Linked DNA regions of Mus musculus: all the other regions are linked to region 4. A link is a contact called in public HiChIP or PLAC-seq data. All regions are on one chromosome and are shown on one strand. Each heading gives the region's core, a stretch centred on a gene start, on an enhancer-like site or on the middle of the called end of the contact. The rest is flanking DNA. Distances are from core to core; before and after follow the strand shown. Region 1 has its middle 27 kb from the start of Gm40139. Region 2 has its middle 8.0 kb from the start of Gm40139. Region 3 has its middle 27 kb from the start of Gm4610. Region 4 overlaps Bcar3 (breast cancer anti-estrogen resistance 3).

Region 1 (3,619 bases), core at 784-3,283, 170 kb before region 4:
TTAGTGCTCAAGCTCTGCCCAGTTCAGAAAAGTCCCCTCCTGGCTGCCTTCAGATTTAGATGTAGAACTCTCACCTCTTCCAGCACCGTATCTGCCTGGGCATTGCCATGCTTCCTATCATGATGATAATGGACTGAACCTCTGAAACTAAGCCAGCCTCAATTAAATGTTGCCCTTTATAAAAGTTGCCTTGGTCATGGTGTCTCTTCACAGCAATGAAACCCTAAGATACCCTGCTGGTATCATTGCAGTTACACGTCAGAGACAGCGTGGAGGATTTCATTGCTTGGGTGAGCCAGTGACCTTCACACTCTACACTAGTGACAGTTTTAAGTGCAAGAGTTGGTGTCTAGCTTCTTTCATAGGTCCCTTTGGAGAGAGTGGTCTTCTGCCAGCAAGAAGTGTCTGAGGTTTCAGCTTGGTGAGGATGGGAGAACAGAGTGCAGGTGATAGTGTTGCTGTGTTCCGCTGGCGACGAGTGAGTCCCTAAGCTTGGCGCATGTGGATGGAAGGAGGGTTAAAGAATAGGTAGACATGTTCCAAAACCACCATAGTGATGTGGAAAAGCAATCATGCGCATGCTTGCACGCTCCCTCATCTAGTCTCTAGAAGGCCTCTGAGGGGTCACTAAGACAAGGGAAAGGAAGACCCTATTCTGTTGGTGCAGAACAAGGCTGGGAAATGTCCACCACTCCTAAGCAGCAAGATGGAGAGTTCCTAAGTGATGTTCTCAGTGGTCCCTTTCATCTCTGCGGTAAGGTGGCTTTTCATTTTCTGCAGCAAGAGGTGGCCCCAAACAAACACCTTGACCAGAATCCCACTTAAACTATTTCAACAACTCCTGTGACTTCCTGGGGCAAATGGAATTGCTTCCACTCAGCCACACCTGGATTCGAAAGGCAGCTAATTTTAGGCTCCTTGGTCCAATGCCAAATATCAAAGGAGAGTTGAAAGAATAATCTTTGCTCAATTAGAGTACAAATTCCTTCAACCGGGACCAATTCTGGTGCCTTGTTGTGTTAAGATAAGACCCCCCCCCCCCATTTATCACGTTCCTTTAAGCTGAGATGTTTCGAGTGAAACAGGAAAGGGGCAGGGGATGCATCAAGAGCTTTAAGCAAACTACTCATGGAGAATATGTAGCAAGCTGCAGAGTTGTAAGTGTGTAGTTGTGGAAGTTGTGTGGATACGAGGTGATTTGCATAATACTTGTATTTCTTTTGTAAGTGAGAATCAGCCATCTATAAGTTAAACACTTAATTTCAAATTTGAGAATGCTGTGAGGGAAGGTGCAAAAATAATGGGAGTTTCTGGAAATTGGATTTTCTTCAACTTGAACCAACTTGTATCACATAATTTCCAAGTAATTGCTAATATGATTTCAGATTTTTTTTTTGCCCTCTGTCCATTGAAATATCCACTTTAGATATTGCATTCATTTCCTTTTACTTGATGATTTATATTTCTAGTGGGAATCATGGTGGAGATCAGTACAGTTACCACACTGGAGGCCAGCAGGACCGCTCCATGATAAAAGGCGAAAGGCGTATGCTGCCAAGCCTGCTACCATGAATTCAGTCCCTGAGAAGCACGAGGCAGAGGAGAGAACAGATTTCTGGAAGTTCTCCTTGGGTTTCCACAAGTGTGAGTAGTGTGTGCCCCCTACACATAAATAACAAAAGTTACTGTAGACACATACACACATAGACACACACCATCACTTATTTCTTTTGATGAAGGATTCTTTAGTATATTTTCCGGGCCTACATAATGCTTTGTGGCTAACATGAATCATCTTGTAATTCCAAACTTAGTGGTAGTTTGAACATTTTAAGAAGGAAAACTGACCACATGAGTATTCGGTCAGACGTTGATCTGGAACCTTCCTATGTCCAACACTTCCTTGTGTCGTGGCTGATAAAGGATACACAAGAGCATTTCTGTCTCTTCCTACCCCGATCTAGCTACCAGCTGAGATAGGTGCACAGGCCACAGACACACCCGATTTCACTCACAGTATAACATGTTGAGCAATATAGTTCCAGCCCATGTGGCACTGAATCATCATGACACTGACAGGCATCAGGAGTGAGTGCTCTGTAAGATCATTACAGCTGGTTCCCAGGCAGATACATCCCTACTATGATTTATTAGTCATAATCCACACTTCCTAGAGAAATTGTCTTTATCTTCTTGATATCTCAAGGTGCTGTTCTGATAAAAGAAATAGACTCCCCTCCCCTCACACAGACCAGCTTTAAATTGTCACATTAATTATCTACCAGGTTATTTAACCATCAAAACAATTACATGCTTTTCTTTGGAAAAGTAAACCTGCTACTTACTAAGAGTCAAAAGGTTGTCACCGGGAAGTTAGAATTATTAATGGCTGAGGGATCATCAAAGAGAAGTCAAACAGAGTGGAAAAGAGCAGCCGAAGCTGGGAGCAGCAACAGGAACCTGTGCCAGCAACAGTGAGGATGAGCAGAAGATGGGGCAGTCTGCATGTGGCTCCGGCAATATTTATGAGCATTAAACAATGCATGCGATAGGCTGATAATGTCTGGAAACTGTGACTGCTGCCTTATAGGCAAAAGGGCCTTTGTGGTAGAAGATCACAAGAGGAAGGAGTTATTCTGGGTTGTTTGGGTGGAGCCTCTCTATGTAATTACAAATATCTTTATAAAAGGCAGAGGGAGATTTCACATAGACAGAAGACAGTGTGGTCCTAGAACAAAGATTGGAGTGATGTAGCCACAAACCAAGGAGTGCTGGCAGTCACGAGGGGCTGGAAGAGACAAGAAAGGATCATGGAAAATTAGAACTCCCCTGAGACATGTTCTTAGTGACCAGCTTCCCCCCCCCCCACTAGGCAGGAATTTCCATTGCTTCCCAATGACCTGTTCAAATTTTGAATCTATCAATAGGCAAAGCCATTCATTAAACCAGAGTCCTTGCGATATTATCCTCAAAGACAGACCTAGAGTAGTGCTTTCCTGTCTTCCATGTATTTTGTGCTGATTGGGTTTTGTCGAGTTGACACAAGGTAGAGTTATCTGGAAACAGACTTCCTTACAGTCTCTAGAGCATCAGTTTTCAACTGGTCACGATGGGTCACGATCTCTTTGGGGGTTAAATATAAGATATCCTATGCATCAATATTTACATTATGATTCATAATGATTGATTACAATAGCAAAATTACAGTTATGAAGTTGCAACAAGATAGTTTTAAGGTTGAGGGTCATTACAACATGAGGAACTGTATTAAAGGGTTAGGAAGGTTGCCAATGATTTGACTGTTAATCCTGTCAACCTGATTGAGTTAAATATTGTTTTTAGGATTTCTATTGCAGTCCTAAAATGCCATGACCAAAAGCACTTAGGGGAGAAAAGGGTTTATGTCATCTTACAACTCTCAGGTCAAATTCCATCACTGAGGGAAGCTCAAGGCCGGAGCCTGGAAGAAGGAACTGAAGCAGAAGCCATGGAGGCATGGTGCTTACTGGCTTGCGCCTCACGTCTTGCCCAGCTTGCTTTCTTATACAACACAGGACTATCTACCCAAAGGTGGGTGTGCCCTTTCTCATCCATCTTCAATCAAGAAAATGCCCCGCAG
Region 2 (3,666 bases), core at 1,166-3,665, 200 kb before region 4:
AGACACACTGAAAGCCAGTTCACTATGTCCTTGACCTGTGTCCATGGATTCTTCAGCAGGGATATGGCGCTTATCATGATGTCCATAGAGCCCAACACCATTGGAGGGTTTTCAGGTAGTGAGTGGGAATCACGAAGAGCAGGTTTGGCACTCTAGGGACCATTAATCTGAGCCTATAGAAAAGTCATAGGAGCCAGCAAGAACGTAAGCTTGAATATGAGACACCTGACCATCTTTGTAAATCTCTTTCACACTCAACCACCTTGCAATTTGTAAGAGAAGCAGAGAAGACACCGATGTCCCCCATTCTATCAGTGAGGGAATCAAAGTTAATAAGGAGGAATAATTCCCAGGGTCACGCAACCCTGTGTCCAGGGTTGTTGTTGGAAGTTTACAGCTGCAGTGCTAGAAATGGCCAGCAGAGGGCACCCTCCACAAAGTGGTTGTTTGCAGTCTTTGTAGAGAGCAATGGTAACTCTGCTAGTATTGGTTCAGAGGGCAGGCAGGAGCTTTCTCACCAGATAAAATGCTACCTTGGTGATTTTTTTCCTCTCAGAGAATGCTTACCTAAACTGAATCCTGAAATACCAGGTAAAAGATCAGTCTACTAAGCAACCATCTGATAGCCTTCAAAAATAGCAAGGGTCAAAGAATTAAAAAATAGCAGTTCCATGTTTATGAAGATTAAAGAGATGGAACAACTAGATATAATGAATGAACGAACGAGTGAACAAACGAATGAATGATTTGAATGGGTCCTTGGGTGGGAAAAAGCCATAGACATAAGAAATATTAAGGTGGTTGATAGCATCTTAATTTGGACTGTGGGTTAGATAAATTGTGTCAATATTATGCTTTTCAAAGTTGTTAACTGTGCTGTGTTTTGACATGTTTCTCTCAAAATAATTTAGGGGGAAATGGGCATAATGTCCTTAACCTGTTTTTGAATGATACCTTCCCACCCCCACCCAAGAATAAAAGTCATAATAGAAACAGATGTAGGTAAAATGTGAACCTAGGTAGAGTGGATGGGAATTCCACATGCTGTACTTACGACTTTTCCGTAACTTCAAACTTATATCCAAATAAAAGACACACACATGCACATCTTATTCCGGAAGAGCCTTCCTACCTGATTTGAGGTCTAAAGTTCCCTCAGTGGGTTAGGGAGTACAGAGGGGCCTCTTAGGAAAGTGTGGCTTTGGCCCTCTGCAGAGCACTGACCTTTGCCCTGGGCTGGCCAGGGCACCTGTGTGCAAAGCTTATCTGAACCACCAGACAAGCAGGCGACCTTCACTGCACATGTTTGTGAATGCAACACACGCCTGTACTTGGCAGGAGAGCAGGGACCTTGCCCAAAAAAAGCAATCTGGAGCAAGGGAATGGGACAGAGGGAGCGCTCCAAGGTCTGTGCAGCAGAGAACAGAAGCATTCCTTAGCGTGGGTAAAGCCGCTACTTACTGCTTTCTGGGTTAGTCCTTCCAGAACATCCGGCTCCTAGGATCTGAGCATGGGTGATGTACATAGTCAAATATTAACAGGAAAATGATGCCGTGAGGAGAAGCTACTAGAGAGGACCCAGGATAGGGAGAGCCCAAGGTATACTGGAGAGGAGGCAGAGCCTAAGGGTGACCTCTCCCACCTACAGGATTCTGGTTCACACAGGCTTGGGATATGCAAGTCAAGTACTTACATCTCTAACAAGCCACCCGATTGGACCACACACAGTTGCAATGGCATAGGACACGACCATCCTGGCCATCTGTAGGTCTTTCCACCATGGCTAAAACTGCACATGAAAAAGTATTTTAAGAGGGGTTGGAGGGCCGGAGGGCTGGAGGGCTGGCTCAGCAGTTAAGAGCACTGACTGCTCTTCCAGAGGTCCTGAGTTCAATTCCCAGCAACCACATGGTGGCTCACAACCATCTGTAGTGGGATCTGATGCCCTCTTCTGGTGTGTCCGAAGACAGCTACAGTGTACTCTTATACATAAAATCAATAAATCTTTTTTTAAAAAGTATTCTAAGAGATCCAAGGGAAACTGGGGCTACTTTGGGGTGCACAGTGGTTCTTTGGACCGGACAACATCATGGATGAATGAACTCAAACTGAGATCAGGAGGGCATGGGATAGAGGAAGTTCCTTGAGAGAGGAGCGGAATGCACAAGCGAAGCCCAGCTGGTCCAAGCTCCTCCTCTGAGTTCTCTAGGGAAATAATGAGAAGAAAGGCAGGGGGTGAGGCAGGGAGGCTGCTATTGCTGGGACAGAGTGAGACTAAAGGAGACGTGACCAGAGGCAGCACCTTCAAAAGACCTGGTAGAGCTGCGAAAGCTGGCCAGGGGGAGGGGAAACGAGATAGGAGATCCAGGCCCTAGGCTCCAGTGAGATAAGGGCCGGAGGAAAGGGACTGTCCTGTCCGTGAGTCATGGAAAGAAGAGTGGTTAAGCACTGTAGCTAAGAGGGAGCTGAGCTCTACAAAGAGTTCCTTGTTTTCTTAAAGACTCCTGTCCTCTGATACCACCAAAGGAGGTGTGGGATATTCAAGTTTGGAAAGATAATCCCTATACATATACACATACACATACATATGTATACGTGACAGGGAATCAAACTAGGGCCTCCCATATGTTAAGCAAATGTGAGTCATAGCCTCAGCTATATAGTGAGACCCCATGTTAAAAAGAGTAGTGATTGGCTCTTCAGGGCTCTGACCTAAACAGTGGCTCAGTCAATCCCCTTGTGGGTTCATAATATAATGACGTTATTGGGAGGTGGAGCTAGCTGGAGGAAAAGGTCGTGGAGGTCACACCCTGGAGAGACAATGCCACTTACCTAATCCCATCTCTGTCTCTCTCTTCCTGCCTTCTGTCCAACAGTGTTCCTCAGCGGCATCCTTTAGCCACGAGGGTCCGTCTCACCATTGTCTCAGAGAAGCTGTCTACGGGCCCGGGCTCTCTGAAACCACAAGGCCAATGGATGCATCCTCCTCAGAAAGGCTTTCTCTCAGGTGTCTGTCGTGGTGATTGACATTCATAGCTGCTGACCAGAGAGGCTGATGTTGAAGGGAGATGAGGATTTTAGACAGAGTTTTGAAGCTATGCAGGAAGCCTAAGGTTTCCTCACACTGACTTCTGGGTGATCTGACTTGGAGGGGTGTACGCTCTGGGGAGGGGTAGGCATAACAACTACCTTAACTATATGCAATACTTTGCCTATGTCCTTAGAGAAACATAAGGGGCTAATATTCCAGAATTATTTTGATTACAGAAGTATTGCTGTTGAAGATTACATATACATATATATATATACACACATATACACATATACATATATACATCTGTAAAAGAATATGTTATCCAAGGACCTAGAGATAACGTATAATTCCCACTTCATTTTAATTCTGCTATTTTACATTTCATATTTTATCCTGCAACAAGTATATTCTAATCTTAATTCTCCTTACTGTGGAATTAAGTGCCCCATTAATGAAGCAGTTGTTAATATATGCAAATAGTATAAAGTGATATAACTAGCAAAGACCTCTTAATGACGAATTAGCATAACATGCTAATGCCCCATGCTTTGCCACTCTTATTCCTGTTCTGAGGCAGATTTTAAGTGTTTTTGCTCCGATTACTTGTGTTAGTTAATGCCACGTTCTGAAAT
Region 3 (3,625 bases), core at 683-3,182, 150 kb before region 4:
ATGAGTTAACGCAACAGAAATTTATTGTGGTAGTCTGATGTTGTTGCCCAATGCTGACTGGAATACCTGATGCTGGGTAACCTTATAAAGAAAACAAGTGTTGTTTACCTTACAGTTTTGGAGGCTCAAAAACCATGTAACCCCCATTGGTTTGGTCTCTGGTGCAGACCCAAGGATTGATGCTATCATAATAGAATACCTGTGTCAGCAAGACATAGCATGACTAGACAGGGAGCCCCACGGAGACCTTGGCCAGGTTCCACTATTATAACAGCTTGCCCTTGTGAGAACTCACTCTAGGAGAACAGCGTCTCCAGGGACCTAGCAGCCTACCACAAAGCTGTTCTTCTTCAAGGGTCCTATCACCCCATGAACATCTGGAGGGCAAATCACATCAAATACATCTGGTCTCACACCTCAAGAGCCAGAAAAGCTCGAAAGTGTCAAGCTATGAGCAAGGCTGACTCCTGGAGTCTCTGAGGGAAGATGCTCTCAGTCTCTGCTTGCTCCTGGAAGGAGGCACCATGTGGCCCTCCAAGGCGTGTGACCGAATTGCCCAACTTGCCCCATCATCTTTGATTTTTTTTAAATATAATATTTTAATTTTAATTAAAAATATTGTCATATGATATGTTTTGAAGATGTTTTTCCCTCCCCCAACTCCTCACGGGTCCTCCCACCTCCCTACCCAAGCAGCTTTATGTTCTTTTTCTTTTAAAAAATAAGACACACACAAAAAAGGAGGTAAAACAGACAGACAGACAGACAGACAGACACACACACACACACACCACAGACACAGACACAAAACCAAAACAACCCCCAACCACAATTTAAAAAAGAAAAAAGCAAAACAAAACCTCAAAACTTCACTGGTATATCAATCACACTTCAGGTCAGGCCCCATGCCCAAGAGTTGTTGGGCGACACAAAGGACCCCAGTGGCATTTTTGTGGACTTTTTGTTTTATTCTGCTTTATTTTGGCACATGACTCCTTTTCTATACATCTCTCAGTGTCTGCTTCCATCCACATTTCCTTGTCTCTGCCACAAAGACACTATTAAGCTTGCCCTAATGCACTGTGACCTCATGTTAACATCCGCACAAGCCCGTGGCCACAGAAGCCTGCATTCTCAAGTTCTAGACAGACGTGAATTCCTAAGCAGTGTATGTGTGTGTGTGTGTGTGTGTGTGTGTGTGTGTGTGTGTGTGTGTAGGGGGAAGCACACACTGCTTAGCCTAGTATACTGGTATTTCCCTGGTTGAGACTCTCACCAGCACTGGACAGCACAGAAAACTCTGTATTGAGCATCTGTGTTAAGGCTTTGCCCTCTCCAGTCCATTGCTTTCTGGAAAATAAATTCACCTGTAGCTCTGTCTCCCTGACTTCAAAATACTAATGTGTCTATATAGCTGACAGCAGCGGCTCTCAGTCTTAAGTGTGTAAAAGGGTCAAGAGGAGAGGGTCTCAACCTTCGAGTCACAACCCCCCAAGGAAGGGTTGAACAATCCTTTCAAGGGATTAGCAGATATCCTGCATGCCAGCTGTTTACATTACAATTCACAGCAGTAGCAAAATTACAGTTATGAAGTAGCAACAAAATATTTTATGGTTGGGGTCACCACAACGTGAGGAATTGTGTTAAATGTCACAGCATTAGGAAGGCTGGGAACCACTGGCCTACAGAGAAGCCTTTTAGAATCCAAACTTTCTGATTTATGGACGAAGGGAAAAGGTCAGGAATTTGCATTCTGACCAGTTCCAGAAGATTCTGTAGAAAAAAAGATTCAGACTGTATCATGGCATATAAGAATCCTTGGTCTGATCCAGTTTCTATTTTTAGTTGTATCATCCAGCGCTCCAGCCTCAGCCATGAAGCCTGAGTGCAGCCAGCAGGGCTCCTCCCCTTTCTCTCCCTCCTCTCACCTCTCACACAACAGGGATCGTGGTGAAGTGGTTTGGATTCGCAGCCTGTCTGGACAATTACTCAACTGCCTGTGTCTCTGCTTTGTCAGCCATAAAGTTGAGTAACCTTCCTTCTATAAGCCTGCTGTGAGCAGAATCCCTAACTGTGGTGGTCTGGGAGCTGAAATCCCTAACTGTGAAGGGCCTGGAGCTGAAATCCCTAACTGTGAAGGGCTCGGAGCTGAAATCCCTAACTGTGAAGGGCTCAGAGCTGAGTAAGCACACAGAAAACCCTGGGTCCATTAACTACCATCTCCTTGTCCGCCCTCCAGTCACCATTGCTGAATATTTTTATTTGTGCTAGCATAGTGCACAAGCTAATCCCACCATTTCCCTGCATATATGTGGGTTCCTTTTTATGTGGTTTAGGGAAATATTTGGCTTTTTTTTTTAAGTAAGTAGTTTGGTGTCTTAATTATGTTTTTGTTGTTGCTGTTGTTGTTGTTGAAAATACACTTTTTTCTCACATAATGTATCCTGATTACGGTTTCTCCTCCCTCTACTCCCGTCAGTTCCTCCCCACCTCTCTGCCCATCCAGATCCAACCATTTTTGTCTCTCAGTAGAAAACAAACAGGTTAATAAGGGAAAATAATGAAATATAATAAGATAAAACTATCACATAATAAAACAAAAAAATACAGACATAGAGACCCACTCTTATCCTCTCTCTATCATCCTCCCATAGGGTTCCCTAGCCCTGAGAGGAGGGATTTGATGGGGACATCCTGTTTAGGCTTAGAGTTCCAAGGTCTCTCACTCTCTGAGTATTGCCTGGCTATGGATCTCTGCATTTGTCCCCATCTGCTGCAGGAGGCTGAGCAAGACACTGATCTATGAGTATAGCAGGATGTCATTAGGAGTCATTCTTTATTTTTATGTTTATTGCTATATTCTTCAGTAGAACAGTAGTGTTTGGTTTTACTCTAGGTTCCTGGGCTACCTAGTCTCAGGTTCCTTGCCACCCAAACAGAGTCAGATATGGAATCTACCTCTTGGAGTGGGTTGAGTCAACTCAAAGCCTGGCTGGTTACTCTCTGAAGCTTTGTGTCACGATAGCATTAACATATCTTGTAGGCAGGACACCATTGTAGATCTAAGGGCCTATGGCTAGGTTGGTGTTTACGTTTCTTCATTGGTAGTTTGCAGAGTTGCTGTCCTGTAACAAAGATGCTAGCACATAGGGTTGAAAGCTCTATGTAGACACCACCTCTCTCTTCATGTTCAATGAGGAGTATAGGTGTTGTCTTCAGCAATGGGGCCATCCCATCAGTTTATGGATAGCAACCCATAGTCTGATGGTCTGGAGTGTTTAGGTTTTCCCATGGGACCTCTTTGGCCAACAACCTAACTAGATATAACCTATTTCCAGTAGTAGAAGCATCATTTGGTGGTGAGAGATGTCCAGTTGGGGTTCTGTCTCCCCCATTTTTGGCAACTTCATTTAGATCACCTTCACATGTATATGTATTGTAGGAAACTTTTATTGTATTAGGTTTCCCTGCCCCTCAAATGGCCCTTAATTTTAGCTGTGTCTCCCTGTATTCCCTCTATCTTAGAATTTTGTTGCTGTGAAGATGTACCATGACCACTGCAACACTTATAAAGGAAAACATTTAGTTGGTGCTGGCTTACAGTTTCAGAGGTTTAGTCTCTTCT
Region 4 (3,758 bases), core at 3-2,502:
ATGCTCACCACTGACAGTGTTTGGGATGTGGAATATCAGGCTTATTAGCATTTGAGAACAAAACTGTTATACATAGATACAATTCCAAGCCTGACTCTCAGTCCATATCTATGTACATTCTTATCGTCTTTGGGGTTTTTTCCTTAAAGATTATTTATTTATTTATTTATTTTATATATATGAGTGTTGTTTTCATGCACAGCAGAAAAGGGCATCAGATTCTATTCCAGATGGTTGTGAGCCACCATGTGGTTGCTGGGAATTGAACTCAGGACCTCTGGAAATTCAGTCAGTGCTCTTAACTGCTGAGCCATCTCTCCAGCCCCATCCTCATTTTTAATAGGGGCATTTGCTTCAGGAGCAGGTGATCTGTGTATATAAGCTCTTGGCATCCCTTAGACAACGGGCATCTTGGGCTTAGCCCACTTTCCTGGTATATAGCAGTTGATACTTGGGCACTTGAGTGATAGGTAAGACCTCAGGGAAATCTAAAGCCCTGTTTCATTCAGCTCAGAGAAGGCCATGAGTTTTAAAGGTTAGATTTATTCAAAAGCTGGATTTTCCTTCCTGTGTCAGGAATCCTGGCTGTAAATCTAATCTCCTAGCCATACCGCAGGGGGTTTGGGGGCTGAAAAAAGACTCCCAGAGTGAACTGGAGGGTCACCGAATAACCTCGGTAGAAAGAGCTCTTTTCCTGACTCCAGGACTGGAAGGCTAACTAGATGACCAGTGTAGGTCAGAGCCTGTGGCTGAGGGTGTCATCCCTGCTTGTAGAGGAAGGAGGGCGTGTCCCTGCTAAGCAGGCTCCAAGGGAAAGAACAGGACTTGTTAACTCTGGTGGCTGGGCAGCCTTGTGCAGAACACACAGGTAGGCAGAGAATTTGCCATGTTAAATCCGTACCTACTGTCAGGTGGTGGCAAGAGAAGACTGAGAGTTCCTGTCCCAGCAGGCCAGTCAGGCTGGGCCCTGGGTCTGAGCATTCAGCACCATGCCAGTAGGCCTGAGGTGAGTGAGATTCACACCGAGTGTGAGCCCGCCCACCCACAAGCCTCAGGAGGGAACTCCTTGTACACACAGGGGTCTGCAGTTGCAGAAGAGCTCCTTTTCTGGGGGGCAGTGGGCCCTTGGCTGTATATGAGGGCTTGAGAGTTTAGGAGAGAAAGAGGAGCTGCCTGCCCACTCCTTACAGGTCTGGAAGCTTCCCACTGCCGTTGACATCCTTCAGAGGAGAGCCCGAGTCTGATGTCACTTGACAAGTATGCAGCCCTCCTCCTGCATTTCCTGCCCTGAGCATTTTGTCCTCTGCCTGGGCCTCCTCCCTGGATCTGTCTTCAGGTTCCATTGAAAGACAGGTTGCTTGGGAGTCCCCAGCAATCAGGGAGAAGGTAGCCTTGGCTCTGTGCACCCTAGCCTCATGGGCAAGGCTGTTCTGCAGTCTGCAGTCTTCCCTCTACCACCCGTGCCTTGATCTTCTCCCAGAACTGCTACAGACACAGGCTGTGCCAGTGTCTCCGACAGGAAAACTCTTTCCCACTGTAAATCAATGAAATGGAGCCAAGTAGGAGGCAGAAGCAGGCATAGAGCAGCATCTGGGGCCTTGTGCCCATAGCACATGGTTCAGGAACAGCTGCTTACTCAGGGCATCAGGACAGTGGGTGGTTCTGAGCACACCGGAAGCTGCAGCCCATCAGTGTCCAGCACCCCAGCTCAGGGCCCGTGCCACCTACAGGTGGACACTGCTTGTGCCTCACTTGTCCTGGTGGAGCACAGCCACTCTGCCACCTGCTGTCTTTGAATGTGGAAATGAAGTCTCCCATTTGGCCTTTAGGGATGAGTCCAAATCCCACCATTGTCCCTTAACAGCTGCATGGCCCTTGTTCTCCTCTCCATTTGTGGAATGGAGTACTCCCTACCCAGATGGTCAGTAAAGACTGAGATAACATATCTGAAGCCCTGGCACTTTGCCTGGTGCAGAGTAAAGCAGGAAGTGTTGATGAGTGTTACATGTTCAACCTTGATTGAGCACCTGCTGCATGCCCGGCTCACTGGCATGTCTATCCTGGACGGACCTACTGTTTGAAGGGAATGGGCTGAGAGGAGATGTGATACAGGAACTTGGTCCACAGCATGGCCAGGAAACGCTCTAGCAGGAGTGGCTGGACTCCCTAGGCTTGAGCAAGGCCTTGAAGCTAGAGATCATGGCCAACCCGAGATGACTTTGGAAGGCTGAGCAGTTGGCAAGGTGATTGCAGAACGTGTCTTGCAGGCTTGGAGGCACCTGTGCTGTCACAAGCTATGGGGACAGGGGTTGGTCTAAATGGGATTCATTTCTGGATCAAAGCAGAGGGGCTTGGGGTGGGCTGGGATGGACCTGCGTGTTGTCCTCAGTGTTGCAGGTTTCTACATCTGGGCTCACACAGGATCTTGCTGTTATAGCGCTTTACCATTAAGCTAGGGAAACAAACCCATGTGCCTGTGGGCTCAGGTCTGAGGCCTCTGTGCTGGGGACAGCAGAGCCAGAACACCTAGTGATTGGACCTGGCGGTCTGATTGCATTTTAGGACTCTAGGTAGCTGAGAGGAGGGCCAGGCCAGGGGTCTTGAATGGGTCCACAGAGTGGTGGCAAGTGGGACTTAGAGGGTCTTGCCTTAGGACGTTCCTGCCACCCTGTTCTGCCACAGTAAACACATCCTCCTCCTCCTCGAATCCCCAGAGGACTTAGCTTTGACCCCAGGGTGGGCTCAACATCCCGCAGTCTTCCAGCTCAGCCCTGGAAAGTATGTGTAGCTCAGGAAAGAGACCTGATGATGGGTGATTGACACTTAATTCCGACCAGGGGCTTCTTGCTCTCAGAATGCCTATTAGTGCTTCCAGAAGAAAAGCGTGTCAGTGGTAAGCCTTTGAGGCTTACTACGCAGAGGGTGTGGGCTGCCGTGCGTGCCAAAGAGGAACAGGGCTCAGAATCTCTGGCAGGATGATGGACTAAACATGTGAGATGTATGGAATGCCTTGCCATGGTCAAGGTGGACCTCTTTCCTGACATCTGGCCAGAATTGCCCCCTCCACATGGCCAATGACTCACAGCTTGTACTCTCAAACAGTCATTTGAATCCTTAGCAAAGCTCTTGAGAAAGGTGAGTCGTACCTGTAGTGGTGAGCCTAGAATGAATCCCGCATCCTGTCCTGGGCGCCACCACTGGACAGCCAGGTCCTCAGCTCATCCCCCAGGGCTGACAGGGGTTGCCTTGCTCAGCTACGGAAGTTTCAGGTCAGGTTTAATAATTGCCTGACTTCCTGATCTTTTTGTGTGTGACATATTATGAAGATCTCTCCACGGCTTGGCATGGTTATGGTAGAAGACAGCCCACCACAGGAAGCACAGAGCACCATCTGGTGCCTGCCACATGGCCAGACTTGGTTAGACCCCTGACTCCCAGGGTCACACTGCAGTATGTCAGTGAGCTAGCATGGCCTCAGTTTAGAGATACAGCTGACTCCGCTGTAACCTTTCAGTGTGCTGTAGACTAAGAAACAGTCAGGTCTGACAGCCAATTCCATTCAAATGTGGTTATGCACGTTAGAAATGAGATGGTAAAAAAGAAAAAAAAGAAAAAAAATTCACACTGTAAGAAACTGGAAGAATGAATTTAATCAATGAAGAGAAAAACAAAGAATTGGGTTGCAATGAGAGCTGGCTTGAAGGAAGAAAGATTTTCTTTCAGGGAAACCTCTATGGAGAAGCCGTGGGAGTGGTTTC

What was found. HiChIP or PLAC-seq counts read pairs in DNA pulled down with a chosen protein or histone mark.
Region 1: a contact with region 4 is called in an HNF4G HiChIP or PLAC-seq map of pancreatic cancer cells. The contact joins two enhancer-like sites. A contact is called at or near these places in 1 of 484 Hi-C or Micro-C datasets (embryonic stem cells), 2 of 115 datasets of contacts at active chromatin or transcription factors (embryonic stem cells and pancreatic cancer cells) and 3 of 9 other capture datasets (adipose tissue, embryonic stem cells and pancreatic islet).
Region 2: an H3K27ac HiChIP or PLAC-seq map of trophoblast stem cells shows a contact between it and region 4, with 3 times the contacts expected there. The contact joins two enhancer-like sites. A contact is called at or near these places in 3 of 15 datasets of contacts at CTCF or cohesin (the NIH/3T3 cell line, embryonic stem cells and large pre-B cells), 25 of 484 Hi-C or Micro-C datasets (the C2C12 cell line, the HL-1 cell line, the N1E-115 cell line and 9 more), 12 of 115 datasets of contacts at active chromatin or transcription factors (acute myeloid leukemia, differentiating embryonic stem cells, embryonic basal ganglia and 7 more) and 2 of 9 other capture datasets (adipose tissue and liver).
Region 3: a contact with region 4 is called in an HNF4G HiChIP or PLAC-seq map of pancreatic cancer cells. The contact joins two enhancer-like sites. A contact is called at or near these places in 1 of 115 datasets of contacts at active chromatin or transcription factors (pancreatic cancer cells) and 2 of 9 other capture datasets (adipose tissue and pancreatic islet).

The regions. Positions count from the first base shown.
Region 1 is chr3:122,346,843-122,350,461 of GRCm38.p6, forward strand. No RefSeq gene overlaps it. Among named protein-coding and RNA genes, the nearest start is that of Gm40139, 27 kb to the left of the region's middle. Within about 2 kb of position 2,034, at least 53 of the 459 cell types and tissues checked have an H3K27ac peak or open chromatin away from gene starts, as enhancers often do. A contact at or near this core is called in pancreatic cancer cells, where this site is marked.
Region 2 is chr3:122,311,841-122,315,506 of GRCm38.p6, forward strand. No RefSeq gene overlaps it. Among named protein-coding and RNA genes, the nearest start is that of Gm40139, 8.0 kb to the right of the region's middle. Within about 2 kb of position 2,416, at least 34 of the 459 cell types and tissues checked have an H3K27ac peak or open chromatin away from gene starts, as enhancers often do. A contact at or near this core is called in intestinal villus epithelium, pancreatic cancer cells and trophoblast stem cells, where this site is marked.
Region 3 is chr3:122,363,594-122,367,218 of GRCm38.p6, forward strand. No RefSeq gene overlaps it. Among named protein-coding and RNA genes, the nearest start is that of Gm4610, 27 kb to the right of the region's middle. Within about 2 kb of position 1,933, at least 103 of the 459 cell types and tissues checked have an H3K27ac peak or open chromatin away from gene starts, as enhancers often do. A contact at or near this core is called in pancreatic cancer cells, where this site is marked.
Region 4 is chr3:122,514,504-122,518,261 of GRCm38.p6, forward strand. The region is part of intron 7 of Bcar3 (breast cancer anti-estrogen resistance 3); the gene reads left to right. Among named protein-coding and RNA genes, the nearest start is that of Mir7657, 25 kb to the right of the region's middle. Within about 2 kb of position 1,253, at least 43 of the 459 cell types and tissues checked have an H3K27ac peak or open chromatin away from gene starts, as enhancers often do. A contact at or near this core is called in intestinal villus epithelium, pancreatic cancer cells and trophoblast stem cells, where this site is marked.